3 separate regions of the Gossypium hirsutum genome follow, and all the other regions are linked to region 2. Evidence: chromatin contacts called from public Hi-C data. All regions are on one chromosome and are shown on one strand. Each heading gives the region's core, a stretch centred on a gene start, on an enhancer-like site or on the middle of the called end of the contact. The rest is flanking DNA. Distances are from core to core; before and after follow the strand shown.

Region 1 (2,700 bases), core at 163-2,662, 910 kb before region 2:
GCCTTTCAAAAAGTGCACTTAAGGCACCAAGTGTGTGCCTCAAATGAGGCTCACCCAAATGGGTCTGAGGTGCTTTTTGTTGTATAATGCTAAGGCGCAAGGCATAGGGGAGCCTAGGTGCATGCCTTGACAGTGCTGCTGAGTCCCTACTTCACTTCAGTGACCTCAAATATTTCATTGTAACTACAACTTGCTGTAATGAGACCAAAAAGTTTATCCTGCCCCCTAAGTACGTACCTCTACCCATTCAGCACAAAAATCACAAAAGGGAGGACGATAGAGCTTTACACGCCCTTCTGTGGTGCAAACAGCCAGAAAGCACCTGTTGCATTTTATTGAAGCAAATTTGCATAAGTACAGATATGAAGTGCAGAAATTGAGGGAATAATGTAATGACATCTTTCAGACTCTTACCCAGAGTTGGGAGCCATTCCAAGATTAGACCATGAAACTGATCGAACAGAAGGACGAGGATCCCGATTTAAAGTGGTGGGTAACAAACAGCCAGATGCTAGATCTGAGGAGACAAATTATACCTAAATGGTCAAATGCAACCCAATTTTGTCGAAAACAATGATTAAACTTCTTCAACCCGTTGAGGTTTATCAAACTAATAAATTTGAGGCAACTGAAGCACATTGTGGTCAGAACTCTAGAAACATGCAATAGAGACGCACCTTCTCTTTTTACCGCCCCAATGGGATAAGGTTCACTCCTGTTTATACTGATCAGGCCTCGAGGTCCAAAGGGCAATGCCGGATTCTGATAAGATAATTAATTGACATTTTTTTGAGAAAAAAAAAAAGCGCCTACGATCAGTTTCAATGCTTAGCAACAAAACAGTGTTCCTGCAGCACACATCAAACAGTATACACAAGACATTTTTCTTTTTACTTTTTGTTTCGTTTCCTCCTTTAAATATAGTATTCTCGTCAACAAAACACAGCATAAAAGAAAAGGATGGCACCCAGCCACCCACTAGGCTTTTAGAAAAGACGAGGTTTTGAAAGCAAAAGTCATTGTAGCTAGCAAAAACTTACCAGAATGGTGACCAAGTGACCGGATGCCACGGCAATTAGGTTCTCGTCGGACCAGGCGATGGAGTTAGGATACGATGGTGAGTCCACCAATGTTACCGCCTGGAAACGAGAAGCCATTGGTATGGTCTGTTAAGAGAACAAAGGGCACTATTGTGGAAAAGGGGAACAAGCTTTTTGTTTACTCTTTTTCGTTGAGAAAAGAGGAGAAATTAGATAGTTAAAAGACGAAAATAGTAGCTTGTTTTATTGAATGTGGAAAACGGGAATGGAAAATTTGGAGGGAAATTAGAGCAGAGCTTGAAAGTTATGCGGTTTTATAAACAAGTTGCAGAGCGTAAGTGACAAAGCGAAAACCCTAGTTCGAGTCGTACTGTCGTTGGAAGAGGTTTATAAGTTGGGAGATTTTTTAGTTCGGTAATAAAGGAAAGGTGTAAGATCCGGAGTCTGTAATTGGGCCGGGTTGGATTGGTCAGGTTCGCTGCTCTTCTTCAACTTAAAAGCAAGTTAAATGGACTTTTCGCTAACTCCCACTGGCCTGGCTATAGATTCTTGGACCCAATTTCGGATTTGATAAGGATCCGGGTCGGGTCCGCTCCGCTCTCTATTATTATCGTGAGCTAAATTAGCTTTCCAGGAGCTAATTGAATAAACATGTTTATTTTTTATAATTAAAAATAAATATTATATACTTTCAAAAAGATAAAATATATAATATACAGCCTTTAATATAAATAATATGTTATCTATAATCTATTATATATTATATATAAATATAAAAGGACGAGTTTTAAAAAAAAATTTGAAATCACTATAATATCTTTTATTATTGATTGTATTACTAAATTAAAATTAGAATAATAATTTATTAGCATATTACTAATTATTATGTGATAATATTGAAAGTAATATTAGTTAACTTTTTAATTCATGGAATATAATTAGATAAATTAAAAACAATAAAATCATTTAGATAAATGATATATACATATTATATATATGGGTAATTATTTGATACACACGTGGTGAAAAGTTTTTATTTTACAAGCAAGTTGAGATTTTATCACGTGCCGTATTTTTATTATTTTTTAAATGGGTAATTATTCTGTCCACTACCGGTGAAGTTAAGAAAAAAAAACTCCACAAACGGGTCTAAGATAATGTCAAGTGTCTTTTTTAATTATTTAATTATTATTTTATTATACCCTAAAAACAAATGGCATCAATCAAGACCCATTTGTGGAGTTTTTTTTATTACTCCACAGGCGATGTATAGGATAATTATCCTCTTTAAATACAACTTGTGGAGTTAAAATTTTAGAATTTGAATCTATATTAAATTATACTTATTACTTAATTAGGTTATTGTTATATATAAATTAAAACTAAGACTTAATACTATAAATGGATGCATTAACAAAAAAAATTCATTCAAGTAGCATTTAGAGACAAAAAAATGGTATTATTTGATAGTTTTTATTTGTAATAGTGGAATACATAGCCTAATAAAAGGTAAAAGGTATCTTCTCATCGATATTACATGATAGATGAAAAGTAACGTGATCATTGTTCATTTGTCTTAAAGATAAGTGATTTAATTACTATTTATTAATAATCAATTTTTTCATGAAGGAAGATGTAATGGTTATCATGAGATAAAATA
Region 2 (2,700 bases), core at 80-2,579:
TGTTTAAATTAATCATATGCATTAATTAAATCAACTTTATGTCTCTTTCAAAAAAAAAGCTTTATCTTCATTATTTTATTTTTTTATTATAAATATGAAAAAAAAATACGGTTTTTCGGTAAGCTATTCCAAATGCCAAGCGGGTGGCCTCAATTATTAATCAGATTTACCTAACTTATGCTGTAGCAGTATAACATACATCCTACCTAGGGGATCCCGGCTTCTCTCTTTTCTTCTCAATCTTGAAAGTTGAGGATCATGTTATCAGGAAGGATCATAGTTGTATATATTCCACTAAAACTGGGAGCCACACTTTGTTTTAAGTATCAACAACATGCTTGAAACTCACCACATATAAAGTATTACTATGATCGTTTCTTCTTCATGTAACTGATCACGTTCAATTTCAATGTCTCCTTTCGTTATTAATATATTTAGTATGTGTATCTTGAAAGTAAAATGCGATATGCTTAAAGTCACAAACAGCAGGAGTTTAAATAAATTTAATTGGTTCATGCAATTATTTTAAAAGATCTCCTCTCTTTCTAACAGTGGCATCTTTTATGCCAAAAGCAATCCGGGTTTAAAAGTAATGAGAGATCCTTAAAGATTGTAAGGACGTAAAAAATTGAAGATAAAGGAAAGAAGTAAAATAAGTAGAGGAGGTACTGACCAGCTCTCCATAAGGACCTTGTCTTGATTCATGAGACTGAGGGCGGAAAGAGTGACGCCATCTTCATTCTTGGTCAAGAATTTGCAGACAGGGCCAAGACCATAGAGTCTCTCCACTTTGCCATCAGGAAGAGTGCGCAAGGAGCAAGTGAGGATGGAGTAGGTAGCCAGGAGGCGCAAGATGCGGTCTAGCATGACAGGTGCATCGGGGTTGTTGGTGGGGAGCTGGGAAGCCAATTCTTTTGGGGAGAGGAAAGCACCTGGGCCAGCTTTGGCCATGATCTCCAGCAGGTCAAGTTCTATGGCCGACTTGAGGACCATCGGAAGGACTGAGGCACTGGTGAGTTGCATGGCGAATAAGTTGGCTTCCTCATCCGAGACTTGGGTGGGAGTCATTTGGGTTTCACCGGTTGAACCCATTGTTTTGGGATATTGGAGTTTTATCGGAAACGCTGACAAAGAGTTTAAATGATAGTGGTAATGGCTGATAGGCACGAAGAGGGGTTATATATGGTGTTTTGTCTCAACAACCACTTCGTTCATGGTCCCCATTTCCCCTGTACAGCTACTCGGTGCCCACCACCTAAAATGATAACCCCTCACCCGCACCTTTTTTTTTTTATTATTATTACTCCACTGAGTTCACTTCCCCTCCCCCGGTAGGAACGGTGGGCTTATTTAATTATTGGGTTATATCCGTTCAACTTGATTCGTTGGATTTGTTTAGACCTTCGATGTGGTCTAATGTAATTTGGATTAGCTTTTGTTCTAAATTATTATATAATAATAAATATTTTTATATAAATATATTTTTATTAATTAATATATTAATATCATAAAATAAAAAATAAAGGGAATAAACGAAAAGAGAAATAAGACTAAAAGTAATTATTTTATTGATCATGATATTTACAATGTTTGTTTAAAATTTATATTTATAGATATAAGAAGTATAAAGAAAATAAAACTTAACTCCTAATGGATAGTAGAGTCGTAAAGTATATCAAACTTCTTATTCTAATAGACATCCACTTTATAATAATAAAACATTTATAACACTCCACTTGAGTGTCCATCTTTAGATAATGTACGTCGTTAAAACCTTATTAAGACAAAAATTGAAAAAAAAATTGAAAAAAAGAGAGAGTACACATACAATGTACTTTTTTATTCCACAATCAACCTTAAAAAATTCATCTCTCTCTCTCTATCTCTTAATACACTTGTCAACCTCCTAAACCTATTTGTGAAGTCTAAAACACCAATGGCAATGTACTAAATATTTTCTATCTAAAATATGCATAACATGTTACCTCATTAAAACCCTTACTAGAAAAATCTAGTTGGACAAAACCTCAGTTAAGAGAAAAAGAGTGCAGTATGTATTTACTCCCCTCAAGACAACATCACATAATATATCACATTCTATGTATTCAATCTTGAATACTATATTTTCAAATGATTACTTGAACTGATTTAATAAATGTTTATATCATCATTTTCTAGAAATTATGAGTGAGAAAAAATTTTGGGGAAATATATTTTGATCTCTTTAGAAGTCTCAATAATAATCATAACAAACTTTAACCATAATCCTTCTATAAAAATACATATATTCAATCAAGTCAATAAATAAACACCTACTAACCTATGACATGACTCGCTCTACTAACCCTTTACAATGGTTGGCTATCTGAAAGGTCTCGACAAGCCACTTTATAACTTACCTCTCGACTGGAAGGCAATTGTTATACCTCCACTCAGCAGGACATATGGCAAGACATATGGCAAGTTGTTGGACAACCAGCAAATAACCCTCCATTGGGAGCAATTCGCGTACAACCCTCCATAAGGAATCATTTATATTAACCATTCATGTAGGATGGTTCGTAGATGGCCCTTTATGAATCTTATCCGAACCAGCATAGAGACAACCCGCTATTCACCCTCCGTAGGGACCGCCAAAACATAACCAACTCATACGACCCCGAGGACAAGAATATTAAAGTAGGAACATAAAATACACTC
Region 3 (2,700 bases), core at 3-2,502, 780 kb before region 2:
GGGAACCGCTGCTACATCATCATCTGCTACTACCTGCTCGGGAACGGCCTCTGCATCATCATCTACTACTACCGCCACCGGTTCTCTAACTTTTGATCTACTGAAGCCTTTCATGTGGCGGCCACGATCTGATTCTTTCTCCTTAATCTTCCTTAACTTTCTTTGTAGAATTGAGGACACCAAATCTATACTCCCATATACTGTCTCAGCATCTTCTTCTGCTCGAACTACTCCATGCTTCTTTGTAAACAAAGTCACCTTCAAACAAAAACCCATCAGAGCAAAAAGTAAGCTAAGTGTCTAAAATTCAAAATGCAAACATCAAATATCAGGATTGGGAAAGTACCTCACATCTTCGAATCCTGGGACCTTTCCCAAGTTCTCCCCACGAACAGACAACCTAACATCAACTTCTCTCACCAGATGGCTATGTTTCTGAACTGCCTTACCAACCTTCTCCTCAACATGCTGCTTAACTGTATCTGTTAACTGTATCCGATGAAAACAAGTTTATTACAGCAGAAAAAACCTTCTCTAAACTTTCCCATCATTGAAGTACAATTTCTACATGGGCCTTATAATAAAAATCAATTAAATCAAAACCCAAAGCAAATATAGATGCCAAACTAAGTGCTTCATTAATCATTATGATGTAGATGGTCTTTCACATGCTTCAAGTAAAAAAACTTGGGCTTCCAATAGGAAAAAGACGCATCATCAGTAAAACAATGAAGGGCTACAACTTAAACTAGGAAGAGAGAAATCTCATTGTTGAGTAAAAAAGCTTCTTTTTTAAAAAAAATAAAGTAAATGATTAGTAAGAGTAAATTTACTTCGAGACTTTTCCCTTGTATGATTAATTTGACGGAAGCGAGTGGACCGTCCCATGACATTCGAACTGTTAGTGAAGAGTTCCTGATTTTTCTTGGTTCCATCTCAACGCACTTGAAATAGTTCCCAATTGGGTTGAAGAAGCTGGATTTGTAAGAAGGTAATGAAGGGATTCGAGGTTTTGTGAGAGTGAACATAGAGACCGATGAAGAAGAGGATGAAGGACTTGAAAATGATGAGTCAGAGACAGAGAGTGGGTGGTGGAAGCTTGTTTGAGAGGAAGCTAACAGAGTCGTCGCCATTTCGACAAGGAGAGCAGGGTTTTGGATGGATTGAATGAAAATGGAAGAAAATACAAGAATCTGGCATTAGGCAAATACAAGGGGGGAGGGGGGAATTATGCCGTCTGGCTTATGGATAAGGACACGTGAGATGGCATGGACTAGATATTTATAAGGTGTAATCAACAAAATTCACAAAAATAATATCACATATATATTTTTTAAATTTTCATCTTTTTTAATATTTAAAAAGTATTACATAAGTTGCAGGATTCGTGTCTGTAAATATACATTTGAAAGTTGATTTGTTTTTATAAATAAATAGCTCAAATTTTCAGATTGATTCATGTCATCCTTTTGCACTTGTAAATTTTATTTAATTCTTAGTAATTTTGTTTTTTTTAATTTAAACCATAAAGAATTTCTCACATTTTTATAATATATAATCCATATTAATTTTTCAAAATATATTAAATATGAACTGGAAGAACATTTCCAATAATTATTTGCCTTGACATAAATACATAAATTAAGGATAAAGGTGGGATGGATAATGTAAATGGGACCATTAATTGAGTTAGACGGGTGTTTCCTTGTCTTTTTAGATACATCTCTCATCTTTTTCCTTGTCCGGCAACAAGCTTGTTAAATTTGTGTGAAAGCAATATAATATTGTATGATTAAGATAATTTACAATTTTATATCCATTATACACACAAATAAAATTTAAGGTAAACTATTAAAATATTACTTTTGTTTATTTTAGATTATATTTTAGTTATGTATGTTTGAAATATTATGTTCTAGTCACTTTCGTTAACGTGTTGTCACATTTTAATCATTGGGTCGTTAATTGCCATTAACGACGTAACATTAAGTTGACGTGGCATGTTAAATTATTATTTTAAAAAAAAATTTAGATTAAATTATACAATTGATCCCCATATTTTCTCGTTTCAAACAATTTAATTTTTTTCTTTTATATTTTTTAATTTTTTTATTTATTTTCCATTTCCTTCTACTTCTTCCGCTATTTTTCTCCCTTCTACATCTCTTTTAACGTAGCTTTTCTATGTTTCCCATTTATAAAAATGAACGGGGTATACTAATAAAAATGGTGTATATCATGTTAAATAATGTGTGGACATTGCATGAAAGTGTAAAAAGCACAAGAAATTGTCATAAAAGGGGTAGTCCATAATGCAACATACAAATAGAGTAGTTATGACTTGTGTTCGTCTTATGCGGGTTCCTAATAGGGAATAATGTCTGCCAATGAACGGGGTATACTAATAAAAATGGTGTATATCATGTTAAATAATGTGTGGACATTGCATGAAAGTGTAAAAAGCACAAGAAATTGTCATAAAAGGGGTAGTCCATAATGCAACATACAAATAGAGTAGTTATGACTTGTGTTCGTCTTATGCGGGTTCCTAATAGGGAATAATGTCTGCCAATGGGCGAGGTCTGCTTGCGGAAGTATCCGTCAGCATACTTTAGAAATAGGAAATTGAGTTTGCCAAATGTGGCATGTCATTTAATTAGTCTATGTCATAGCCTCACGTGTCAGTTGAATTTTATTGTA

What was found. A called contact is a pair of places that touch in the nucleus more often than the background predicts.
Region 1: a Hi-C map of leaf shows a contact between it and region 2, with 3 times the contacts expected there. The contact joins the promoter of LOC107947722 here to the promoter of LOC107948794 in region 2. A contact is called at or near these places in 8 of 34 Hi-C or Micro-C datasets (anther, callus, hypocotyl and 1 more).
Region 3: a Hi-C map of leaf shows a contact between it and region 2, with 3 times the contacts expected there. The contact joins the promoter of LOC107948238 here to the promoter of LOC107948794 in region 2. A contact is called at or near these places in 5 of 34 Hi-C or Micro-C datasets (leaf and petal).

What each region holds. Positions count from the first base shown.
Region 1 is chrA08:89,067,773-89,070,472 of Gossypium_hirsutum_v2.1, reverse strand. It overlaps LOC107947722, which reads right to left and starts at 1,412. Exons shown (of 15, transcript XM_041074532.1): 1 at 1,041-1,412; 2 at 678-762; 3 at 415-517; 4 at 238-322. The coding sequence starts at 1,157.
Region 2 is chrA08:88,157,455-88,160,154 of Gossypium_hirsutum_v2.1, reverse strand. It overlaps LOC107948794 (caffeic acid 3-O-methyltransferase), which reads right to left and starts at 1,329. Exons shown (of 4, transcript XM_016883445.2): 1 at 674-1,329. The coding sequence starts at 1,092.
Region 3 is chrA08:88,939,017-88,941,716 of Gossypium_hirsutum_v2.1, reverse strand. LOC107948238 (ribosome-binding factor PSRP1, chloroplastic) reads right to left here and starts at 1,252. Exons shown (of 6, transcript XM_016882718.2): 1 at 834-1,252; 2 at 390-489; 3 at 347-387; 4 at 1-258. The coding sequence starts at 1,133.